3 separate regions of the Zea mays genome follow, and regions 2 and 3 are each linked to region 1. The links are chromatin contacts, called in public Hi-C maps. All regions are on one chromosome and are shown on one strand. Each heading gives the region's core, a stretch centred on a gene start, on an enhancer-like site or on the middle of the called end of the contact. The rest is flanking DNA. Distances are from core to core; before and after follow the strand shown.

What was found. A called contact is a pair of places that touch in the nucleus more often than the background predicts.
Region 2: a contact with region 1 is called in a Hi-C map of ear, with 2.6 times the contacts expected there. The contact joins the enhancer-like site here to the promoter of LOC100191605 in region 1. A contact is called at or near these places in 3 of 25 Hi-C or Micro-C datasets (ear, leaf and tassel).
Region 3: a Hi-C map of tassel shows a contact between it and region 1, with 2.1 times the contacts expected there. The contact joins the promoter of LOC100191388 here to the promoter of LOC100191605 in region 1. A contact is called at or near these places in 2 of 25 Hi-C or Micro-C datasets (bundle sheath and tassel).

What each region holds. Positions count from the first base shown.
Region 1 is chr3:21,796,258-21,799,748 of Zm-B73-REFERENCE-NAM-5.0, forward strand. It overlaps LOC100191605, which reads right to left and starts at 1,322. Exons shown (of 12, transcript NM_001137034.1): 1 at 1,000-1,322; 2 at 646-793; 3 at 425-576; 4 at 163-345. The coding sequence starts at 1,269.
Region 2 is chr3:21,968,933-21,972,389 of Zm-B73-REFERENCE-NAM-5.0, forward strand. No RefSeq gene overlaps it. Among protein-coding and RNA genes, the nearest start is that of LOC103649831, 10 kb to the right of the region's middle. Within about 2 kb of position 1,354, at least 19 of the 20 cell types and tissues checked have an H3K27ac peak or open chromatin away from gene starts, as enhancers often do. A contact at or near this core is called in ear, leaf and tassel, where this site is marked.
Region 3 is chr3:21,606,953-21,610,086 of Zm-B73-REFERENCE-NAM-5.0, forward strand. It overlaps LOC100191388, which reads left to right and starts at 1,537. Exons shown (of 1, transcript NM_001136822.2): 1 at 1,537-3,134. The coding sequence starts at 1,617.

The sequences.
Region 1 (3,491 bases), core at 72-2,571:
TAAGGGGAAGACACTTCTGAAATTCTACAATCCAATTAAAACAAGCAAATCTAAGGTGGGAAATGCACTTCATAATACAGTGATGTTAAAGATACTTACATGTATCATGTATGCACATTATTTTTTTTCTAAAGAACACAATCTAATGAAATTTTCTCTTACCTCTGCATGAACCTGAGAGCTGCATCCGGGATCTATAAGCAGAGCTTCCCCCGAAGCAAAAAAATCAGAACATGTAGATCCACCAGCACCATTGGTTGATCTTACTACCACAAGATTAGTTGTACGGAATGGCGCTAGTGTCCTACTCTTCATAGGTACAAGTGTTATTCCAGGTGGGTATTCCTATTGAGCAATGCATTTCAGGACTGGGAAACTATCACTATATGGCATGAACTGAAGAGGGGGGGAGGGGAGGTGATACCTGGAAGGGCAATGCAGGAGAAGCTGTGCAGTTTGATGACAGCTCCGAATTCAGAAGTCCAATATATGCATACTGTCCTATGCGATCATTACCTGGTTTCGCTTCCGAAAGCAACCTCAATGCACACTCCTTGGACATCCATTTACATGACTCTGCCATGGGCAACGCATGATGGTCAAGCAATTCCCGGTTGAGAAACATTCAAACATTAAGCATCTGACCTGGCAGATCATCCAATCTCAACTCAAGAGATCCGACAATGTACACCGTGTTAATGCCAGCATCCGGGCCAAATTCTGCTTCCTCCACATACTTCAGGAGCCTCCACTCCCCACTCATCCCAGCCGGCAAGCCAAATTGGTGAAAAATCTACGAGAGCCATCGTTTAGAACAAAGTTTGCAAAATTGAGCTGCGAGCCTGCGACAGACCACAGATACCCTACCAAAAATTACAGGTCGAAATCGAGGCGCCACTGTGAGAACTAGTTTGCTGTTGCTAACCAACTGTAGCCACGGGTACCAACTGCAACAGAGCGCGAAAATTAACTCGGTAACTCGGCTAATGGGTAGATCACCTGATCAAGGGCGGCGGACACGTCGAGGCGCGAGAGGTCGAGGCGGCTGGCGACAGAGTCCGCGCCGCCGATGGCCACCTCCGACCGGGGTGCCCCCTCGAGTGGCCCGAGGGGCGCGGACGGGAGGTCGTAGAGATCGCTGTCGACGAAGCGCCGGTAATCCTCTTCCTCCTCGGGTGGGGATGGCGGGCGCGGCTGCCGGACGACGAGGAACTCGCCGGTCGAGGGGGCCGTGATCGCCGCCGCAAGCCTGTACGAGGGGGAAGCCATCTTCTCGGCGCCGCGCTGCTGTGAAGTAATTGGAGGTGGTTGGCGGTTGGCACTAGCGGGCGGGTGTTTACAGGAGACTAGGCGAGGTGCCTACTGCCTACGCCTAGCTTCATCCGCGCAGGCAGACGGGGCAAGCTATGGCAGCAGACAGCGACCTGCACACGCTTGGCTGGCGCGGTCCCAGTCCGTGCTTGCGAGTAAACGTTGCGCATCCGGAGACCAGAGGACAAGGATCTAGAGCGCGCCACTGCACCCGCATTTCCATCAACAGGAAACACAGATGAAGAGCGAGCAGGACTTTGTACAATTTTTTCTCGAGGAGAAGAAGGTATGTTTGGTTCGCTCTAATTTGTCACATTTTGTCACACTTTTGTGTCTAAGATTAGTTATATGCTTAGATAGGTTGTAGCCAAGTGCCTTTCGTCCATGGTTGTTTTTAGGGACTTATTGTTGGCTTCAACTTTTGTTGATACATCATCGTTGGTGAACGCCTTCTTGATAATGTACCTAGCTTGACCTTGAGTGCACATAGCTTATCAAGGTTAGTCACATAAGCATTCATATCATATCTTAACTAATGAGAACAAGTTATGCATGGAATTTACGACTTAGTGATCTAATCCAGTGTGAAGTATAGGTGGCCAAACGGGCCGGGCTATATGGGCTAACACGAAACACGACTATTTTGGCACGACACGAGCACGGCACGGCACGATATTATAGTGCCCGGGCCGGCACGAGGCTCATCATGGGTCGTGCTTGGGCTTAGAGACAAGCCCGTTGGGCAGCATGAGCACGACACGATTAGCGACGACCCATTTAGCCTACTGGTTGGCCCGTTCGGCCCAAAAAGCCCAGCACGACCCGGCCCGGTCCATTTATGGCCCGATTACCACTAGTCCAGACTCTAGAGACGGTCCAGTAGTGTACTGGTGTCCAGTGTCCACTGTCCACTACCAGGCAGCCCAGCCACTCGCCAGCGCCCAGCGCCCAAACGGCCCAGACGACAGACGCCGCAGCGCAGACGACCCACGGGCCCATACAACGGCTAACCCTAAATCCCTTACCCTATTGTTCCCTTACATATTACCGCGGTACCACCGCACAGCGTAGGCAGCCAGGCAGTAGTGCGCGCGCCAGCTGCCAGCCGCCAGCGGACGACGGCCGAAAACTTAACCCTAGATTCGCCAGTCGCCACTTCGTCGGTCGCCACTTCGCCAGCCGCCCACGCGCCAGCAACTCGCCAGCCGCACCGAGTGGCATACCCGAGTTCGCCAGCCGCAACTCCGCAACTCGCCAGCCGCCAAGCGCCACCCGAGTTCGCCACTAACTCGCCAAGCGCAAGCCGCTGCACCGAGTTCGCCGCCAACTCGCCAAGCACCCAACAACCCTCTAATGGAAACTCGCGAGCAGGTGGCCGGGTCTCTTCCACCGCAGGTTCGGTGCTCCCTCGTCTCTCCCGCGGCACTACGTCCTACTCCTGCTCCCGCCTCCATCCGTGCAGCAACACCGTCGTTGTCGCCATCGACTACTTCCCCTGTGGATGGTACTGTTTCTTGTATTTTTCTCAAAATTAGTTTCATGACCATCAGCTGCACATGACCATCAGCTGTCGGATCTCTTGTATTTTTCCCCTGCACATGACCATCAGCTGTCGGATCTCTTGTATTTTCCCCTGCTTATTAGTGTAACCGAAACAATACGGTTTGTCTAGTTTCATGATTTGTCCAGGTTTGTAATAACAGTGAGGCTATTTGGTTGGCTAATATTGGAATGCTATTTTCTCCAGGTTTGTCTAGTGATGATGTTGACGCAGTGTTGGGTTCAAATCCCTCATGTCCTAATAGTTTGGATGGCGAAGGAGCAAGTCTTGAGAGCACTGCGGGTGGTGACAACAAGAGAATGAGGACCAGAGCATCGACATCTGAGGTTTGGAAAGATCTAAAGCCTCTATTCAAAATCTTAAATGGTAAGCAAGTCAGGTATGATGTCGTATGTAAGATTTGCAATGTAGAACTGTCTGCTAAATCTACTGGTGGTACTGGTCATTTATTGAGGCATGTTGTTGCTTGTACTAGAAAGGCTGAGGTTGCTGGTTCATTATCTCAAACTCATTTACATTATACTGCTGATGGTCATGTGCATCATTTTGAGTATGATCCTATAAATGCTAGGACTCAGTTATGTCAGTTGATTGCTAGACTTGATCTTCCATTGAACAT
Region 2 (3,457 bases), core at 104-2,603, 170 kb after region 1:
GGGTACCTTCTCCTACAGCATGAAAGCACCGCATCCGTACAACACCTCAAGGCCACGTGGGGAATAACGCCCAACCCTACCACACGGGCAGGTCCAAGGGCACCACGTGGCAGGAAAGGTAGCGCATCCCAGTCTTCACCGTTGGGTCCGGACCCCCACAAAAGGACACCGGACCCCTATACGTACAAGTCTAGAGCCCCCAAGAAGGCATGCCAGGTCCCTTGGAGAGGCCCCAGTCCCCCTCCAAGGGAGGTCCGGGCATTAGCAAGGTCCCGGGACGGGAAGGACCCTGGCATGAGGGGGGATCCGGTGCTGGCACGTGTCCTGGCCTAGCCCGACGCTTCCCGCTATTGGCGCGTGGCTTGCGACATAAGCCAACGGGCCAAGCCCGACGCAAAGCCCACAAAGCCGTGCAGCCTCTGCATTTATTGCCGAAAGGACGCGCCGCCTGCCACCACGCTAACGGGCGACGTGCTCTCCCAGCATTTAATGCGTCCTGTCCAATCCGATGGCAGGCGATGTCAGGGTCATCCAGCAGGCGGCGCGCCTGACCGGTCTGTTGACAAACAGTACGCCTATGCCGAGCAACGCACTATACTCATCGTCCCTTCTACGAAAAGCCTCCCCTGCATACCGAGGATACGGAGATCTCGGGTGTCAGGGCACTAGAAGATTGCACCTGTAGCAAACGTTTGTGTCTCCAAGTACTGTAATCACTATGTCCCTGGGCCCACATGTCGGGGCTCAGTACCTTTGTGCATGCCCCCTTCGGCTATAAAAGGGGAGGCATGTAGCGTCACAGGACAGATCCAACCCTAGGCTCCCTTAGACACTCACAAGTTTATACAAGCTCTCAAGCAATACAAGACACTGTAGAGTAGGGTATTACGCTCCTGCGGCCCGAACCACTCTAAACCCTCGCGTGCTCTCGTATGTTCATCCATCAATCTCGTAACAAGCAAAACGCTTAGTCCCCTCCTTTTCTCAGGATTTATGGCGGGTGCAATCCGCCACCCGGTCGGAGAGATTTCCTCTCCGACATATGCTATATATTTTATATACTATAAAACCACTTCTATGTAATACTATAATCAGTTATATATGTGTTAAGACAACTAGACTAGGATTTATATAAAAAATTATGCTTCACTAAAATTTTAAATACTCATACTTTAAATTCTAGGCCTCCCTTGTGTAGTTGTGTTTGGTTGGCCGACGGATCCGCCCACAGGGAGGCGAAGGCGATGCTGAGAAAAAGTGCAAAGGGAGAAGAGACAGTGCAGGTGACAACACACGCTAGCGCGTCCTTTTCCTCGCTCTGACACTCGTGTCCGCCTGCTCCGCTGGCAGGCAGGAGCAGGAGCGGATCGATTAGTCAAAGCGGCGGTCGTCGAAGCGACTCCGTGATGCGGACGCTGGCTGGGCCAAGGGCCAACATGACCGGCGGTCTGCCTCGGCCGGAGCAGGATCCACACCACCGACGCCGTGTCGCCGACACCCTTCTCAAGTCAGTGTCACACACGCAGCACAATCTCTTCTCCCTGCCCAGCGTCCAATGCCAGCAGCAGCCTGCCCAACCCGGGCCACTGTTGCAGTTTGCGGCTTCGGCAAGCAAATGTTTCGCAGTGCTTTCTCGTTGCTCTCACTCTCTCAGCTAGATCGGATCGGGGTACGCATCTGGGAATCTGCCGTCGCAGTCGCTGTGTACGCATACAAATGTTCTCACTTTTTCATGTGTTTAATTAAACATAAAAAATGTTACTACTCAAGAAGCCAGATTTCATTATTTCTGTAGTACTCGTAAGACGTTGAGAGACTATATTTTCGTGAACTTTCGTGAATTTCTATCGGCTCAACTCAAACTAACCCAGTCCAAAGTTCAAAATGCGGTCTCCTCCTTCAAACAGCGAAAAGTCGTCGGTGGTTCAGGATCTCCATGGATTCTGAGACGTTGGAATCCAGTACAGATCGTATTATCAGCTTACGTTGATAGTGTGAGATTTTGACACAAAATCTAATATAAAATTCAGGAGCTATTTCCTATTTGGCTAAGGGCATGAACCAAACAGATCAAAGGATAACAGCGCTGCCGCTGCAGCTGAGTTGAACTTTCAGCTACGGTGAAGATTACCTACTCGGCTGTCTCGATTACCCATCCTATCTTATATTCCATCTTGTTTTTTTAAATTTTACTTCATTGAACTATACAATCTATAATTTAAAACAGTATTCTACGTGAGTATATGCATGATTCACTGGAGACAATAACAGAGCCACAGCTTATTCAGCTACCGGGTTTCACAACGGCTTCTGTTACTGCTGTGTCATCTAGCTCTCACGAAATAGTATACCAACAGTCTTACAGTCAGCAGCTGTGATTACCAGTAGAGAGCAATTGAGACTAGGGATAAAAACGGAACAGATACAACCGGATATAGGGTTATCCTGTATCCTACCCTAATGTATTTCTCTCGGATATAGGATCAGATACTGATAGTTAAGATTCAGGACAAATACAGGACGGAACCGGGTAATAATCCGGGTGGGTAAGAAACAGATAACAGATACTACTCGGGTAGGTACCAGATAGTTGTCGTGTAGTTCATCCCAATGATATTAATTGCCCAACCATCCAACAAACACATAAATTAAGCAATACATAATCATGTATATGATAGATCCAAACCGATAAAATTGACATCATGCAGTTCAAAGTTACTAATCACAAGTATATTGTGTAACCAACATCACAATATTAAAAATTCATAAAATATTCTAGTTTCACTCAAAAAATGCAAATAAGTTACAAAAACTAATAAACATTTTATACGAAGATAACTAAAGTCCTCGTATAAAAATGATAAAGTAAAGTACTGATTATGTTGGAACTTATATAATTACAGTGATTTCATATGTAACTCATACAAATAAGTGAAAGTGAAATAGAATAAACGTGGTCATCTTATAGATCTTATGATCCAAACATTTTTTATGGGTATATATGGACATATGTTGTGCCTCCGTAAAATTTCACAATATTTTGAGGCTATTTATGTATTATTAATTTTTTGTCGTAGAAAATCATCAAAATACAATTAAATCCATAAAACATTGTAGCGTCCAACGAAAATTACAAATAAGTTACCAATACTAATAAATAGTTTATAAAAGTTAACCTTAAGTTCCCACATGAAGATAACCTTAAGCCCCCACATAAAAATGATAAAGTCTATAAATTTTGATATTATTTCAATAATTTTGGCCTAAAGGTGTATTTAAACAAAAAAATGATGTACTACAAAGTTATAGATCTCTTCGAGCTCTACAATTTTTATATAAACTTTATTTTCATTCGATTTCATATGTAAAAGTTATGATTTTATAACTATATTGTGCACAAAAATAAAAAACGAGTATCGAATATCCGATCCCGTCGGCATTTTAAACCAATCGCAGA
Region 3 (3,134 bases), core at 287-2,786, 190 kb before region 1:
GTCTTCTGGGGCTGAGCCCAAGTCCGAGCCCTGGGTCGGGCGAAGCGGAGCTTCCTATGGTGCCTCCGGCCGTGCCTGACTGCCTGTCAGCCTCACTCTGTCAAGTGGCACCGCAGTCGGAGCGGCGCAGGCGGCGCTGTCTTTCTGTCAGGCCGGTCAGTGGAGCGGCGAAGTGACGGCGGTCACTTCGGCTCTATCGGCTGGGGGGCGCGTGTCAGGATAAAGGCGTCAGGCTGCCTTTGCATTAAATGCTCCTGCGATTTGGTCGGTCAGTGCGGCGATTTGGCCAGGGTTGGTTCTTGGCGAAGGCAGGGCCTCGGGCGAGCCGGAAATATGTTCGCCGCTGGAGGGGGGCCTCGGGCGAGACGGAGATCCTCCGGGGTCGGCTGCCCTTTTCCGAGGCTAGGCTCGGGCGAGGCGTGATCGAGTCCCTCGAATGGACTGATCCCTGACTTAATCGCACCTATCAGGCCTTTGCAGCTTTATGCTGATGGGGTTCTTAGCTGAGAATTAGGAGCCTTGAGGGTACCCCTAATTATGGTCCCCGACAATTACATAAGTTGGAGTTTATGTGCAAGCCAGAAACTCCTCGAATCTAGCTCAACATTTTGTTGAAATTGTTTTATGATGAAGCTAGAAAATCGAAGCTAAAATTCTTAAAGTGAAGCCCTCCCAAACAGACCATAAATATAGACTTAGTTAGGTTTAATAAGTTCATCTCGTCTTTTAGTCTTTATCTTCATCTGTGTAACTATCTTTATAATTAAACTATATTTAATTCTCGTAATTATCATTAAAACATTCAATGTAATATGAACTAAACTTTTGTTTGGTGGAATCAAACATCCTCTAAGCTTTTCATTCCTCATAGCAAAAATATATCTGACGACGGACACTGTCCCAAGAAAATCTGATCATGGAATACTCATTGTTTGGTTTAACTTTTTTCTGATGAGCTTATTTAAGAATTTACTCGTGAGAAAAATCTAGGTATCATAGAATTTACGTGCGGGGAAAAGATGATGATGTTTATAGGGTTTAGGATATATGAAGTAACAAAAAATCCTTCTATCATGTTAGCTCGGTCGATTATGCGTTCACATTGATTTGGATTATTTTCACCAAAGTAATTGTTATAAAAATGGACTGAAAAACTAGACATTTAACGGTCTATAATAACTTTTGATAACAGAATCTGGATTTTAGACCCTATTCGTTTTCACGGATTGGAGGCCCGAAATAATTTTTAGCCGAATTGTTTTTTTAATTTATATAATAAGTTTTAATAAATTGGAATGAATCCTGGTTCAATCCCGGATAAATGAACGTGCCCTTATGCTGAAACAAATCGTGTCCGTATCGAGCTTGTTCTGTTGAGCTTGCTGCAGATTTGCAGCAGAGCTGCGGCCGCTAGTGCAGCAACCAGCAAACCATCTCAGTAGGTAAAGCTAAAGCGAAAAGGCCCATCAAATTCGGTCCAATTTAAGGATTTAAACAGGCCGGCCTTTTATTACCTTAGGGTTTGCTCTTACCACTACGGGGAAGCCAGACGCCCAGACTGCAGTGCAAGTCATCACTCGGCTCGTTTCCCGAACCTTCCTCCTCGACTTATCCCCATGGGCAAGTCCGGCGCAAAAAAGAAGAAGCCGGCCACCGCCGCCGCCGCCGCCGCCGCAAAGCCGCCGCCCGCCTCGGTTGAGCTGAAGGCAACGCCGTCCTCGTCTTCTTTACCCGCGGCGAACGGTGCGGCGCCCCACCAGGTGGTGGACGCGGGCGTCCTCTTGCGCCGCGCACACGAGCTCAAGGAGGAGGGCAACCGCCTGTTTCAGTCGCGCGACTACGCCGGGGCGCTGCGCCAATACGAGCTGGCGCTCCGCCTCGCCCCGCGCGGCCATCCCGACCGCGCCGTCTTCCACAGCAATCGCGCGGCATGCCTCCTCCAGCTCCGCCCCGTAGACCACGAGGCCGTCGCGCAGGAGTGCTCCCTCGCGCTCCAGGCCGAGCCACGCTTTCCGCGCGCTCTCCTCCGCCGCGCCCGCGCGCTCGAGGCGCTCGGCCGCCACGAGCTCGCCCTCGCCGACGCGCTGGCGCTCCTTGCGCTCGACCCTGACCACCGCGAAGCCATCGACCTCTCCTACCGACTACGCTCCCGTGTCAACGCATCCTCTGCTGCCTCCGCTTCCTCGGCACCCGAGCCCACCAGCCGGCCCTCCCCCGCTGCCCTTGGTGCCTCCGCCGTTGTCGCCGGACTTGGCCATTCCCTCCCCGCTCGCTCATTCCCTAAGAAACAACCACCACCAGCCTCTCCTGCTAACTTGCAGCCAAATCTCGCAGTGATTCCAAAATCTAACCCGCCACCGTTGCCCAAGCTGGTGCCTTTCTCCAATTCTCCGCCATCTTCAACCAAGCCTTTGGCTGCAGATAGCTCCGAGAAGGCCATGACGCCTCCAGTTGCCTCTTTGCTACCGGAAAGAGCGGCACCACTTATAAATAAAAAGGTTGTGACGAGATGGAGGCCTCTCAAGCTGGTGTATGACCACGACATTAGGCTTGGGCAGGTTCCAGAGAAATGCAGCTTCCGAACACTTCGTGAGTTTGTAGCTAAGAGGTTCCCATCATCCAAGGCAGTGTTGATTAAATATAAGGATGCTGATGGTGATCTAGTTACCATCACATCAACAGAAGAGCTCCGGTTAGCTGAATTATTCATTGATAAAGTTGGCCACGAGGTTGTAGAAAATGGGAGGGAGGATGACAATAAGCTCCCGGTGTTGAGGCTGCACCTTGTTGAAGTTAGCCCAGAACAGGAACCAACTTTGCCATTGGAAGAAGAGAAGTTGGAGGAGGATGAGGAATTGTTGATCAATGGTGAAGATAGCACTTTACATGCTTTAGCAGTGGTAACCGACGCAGAGGTGGTGAAGCAAGATGTTGAGAACAGATCTGCTGATCAAAGTGTGGAGACAGGGAAGAATGATTGTGGCCATGCCGAGTGCAAGGAAGCTGAGATTGATGATTGGTTGCTTCAGTTTGCAGATTTGTTCCGGAACCAGGTTGGGATTGATGCAGATGCACATTTAGACCTGCATGAGTTGGGCATGGAGCTGTGCTCCGAGGCTCTCGAGGAAACTGTG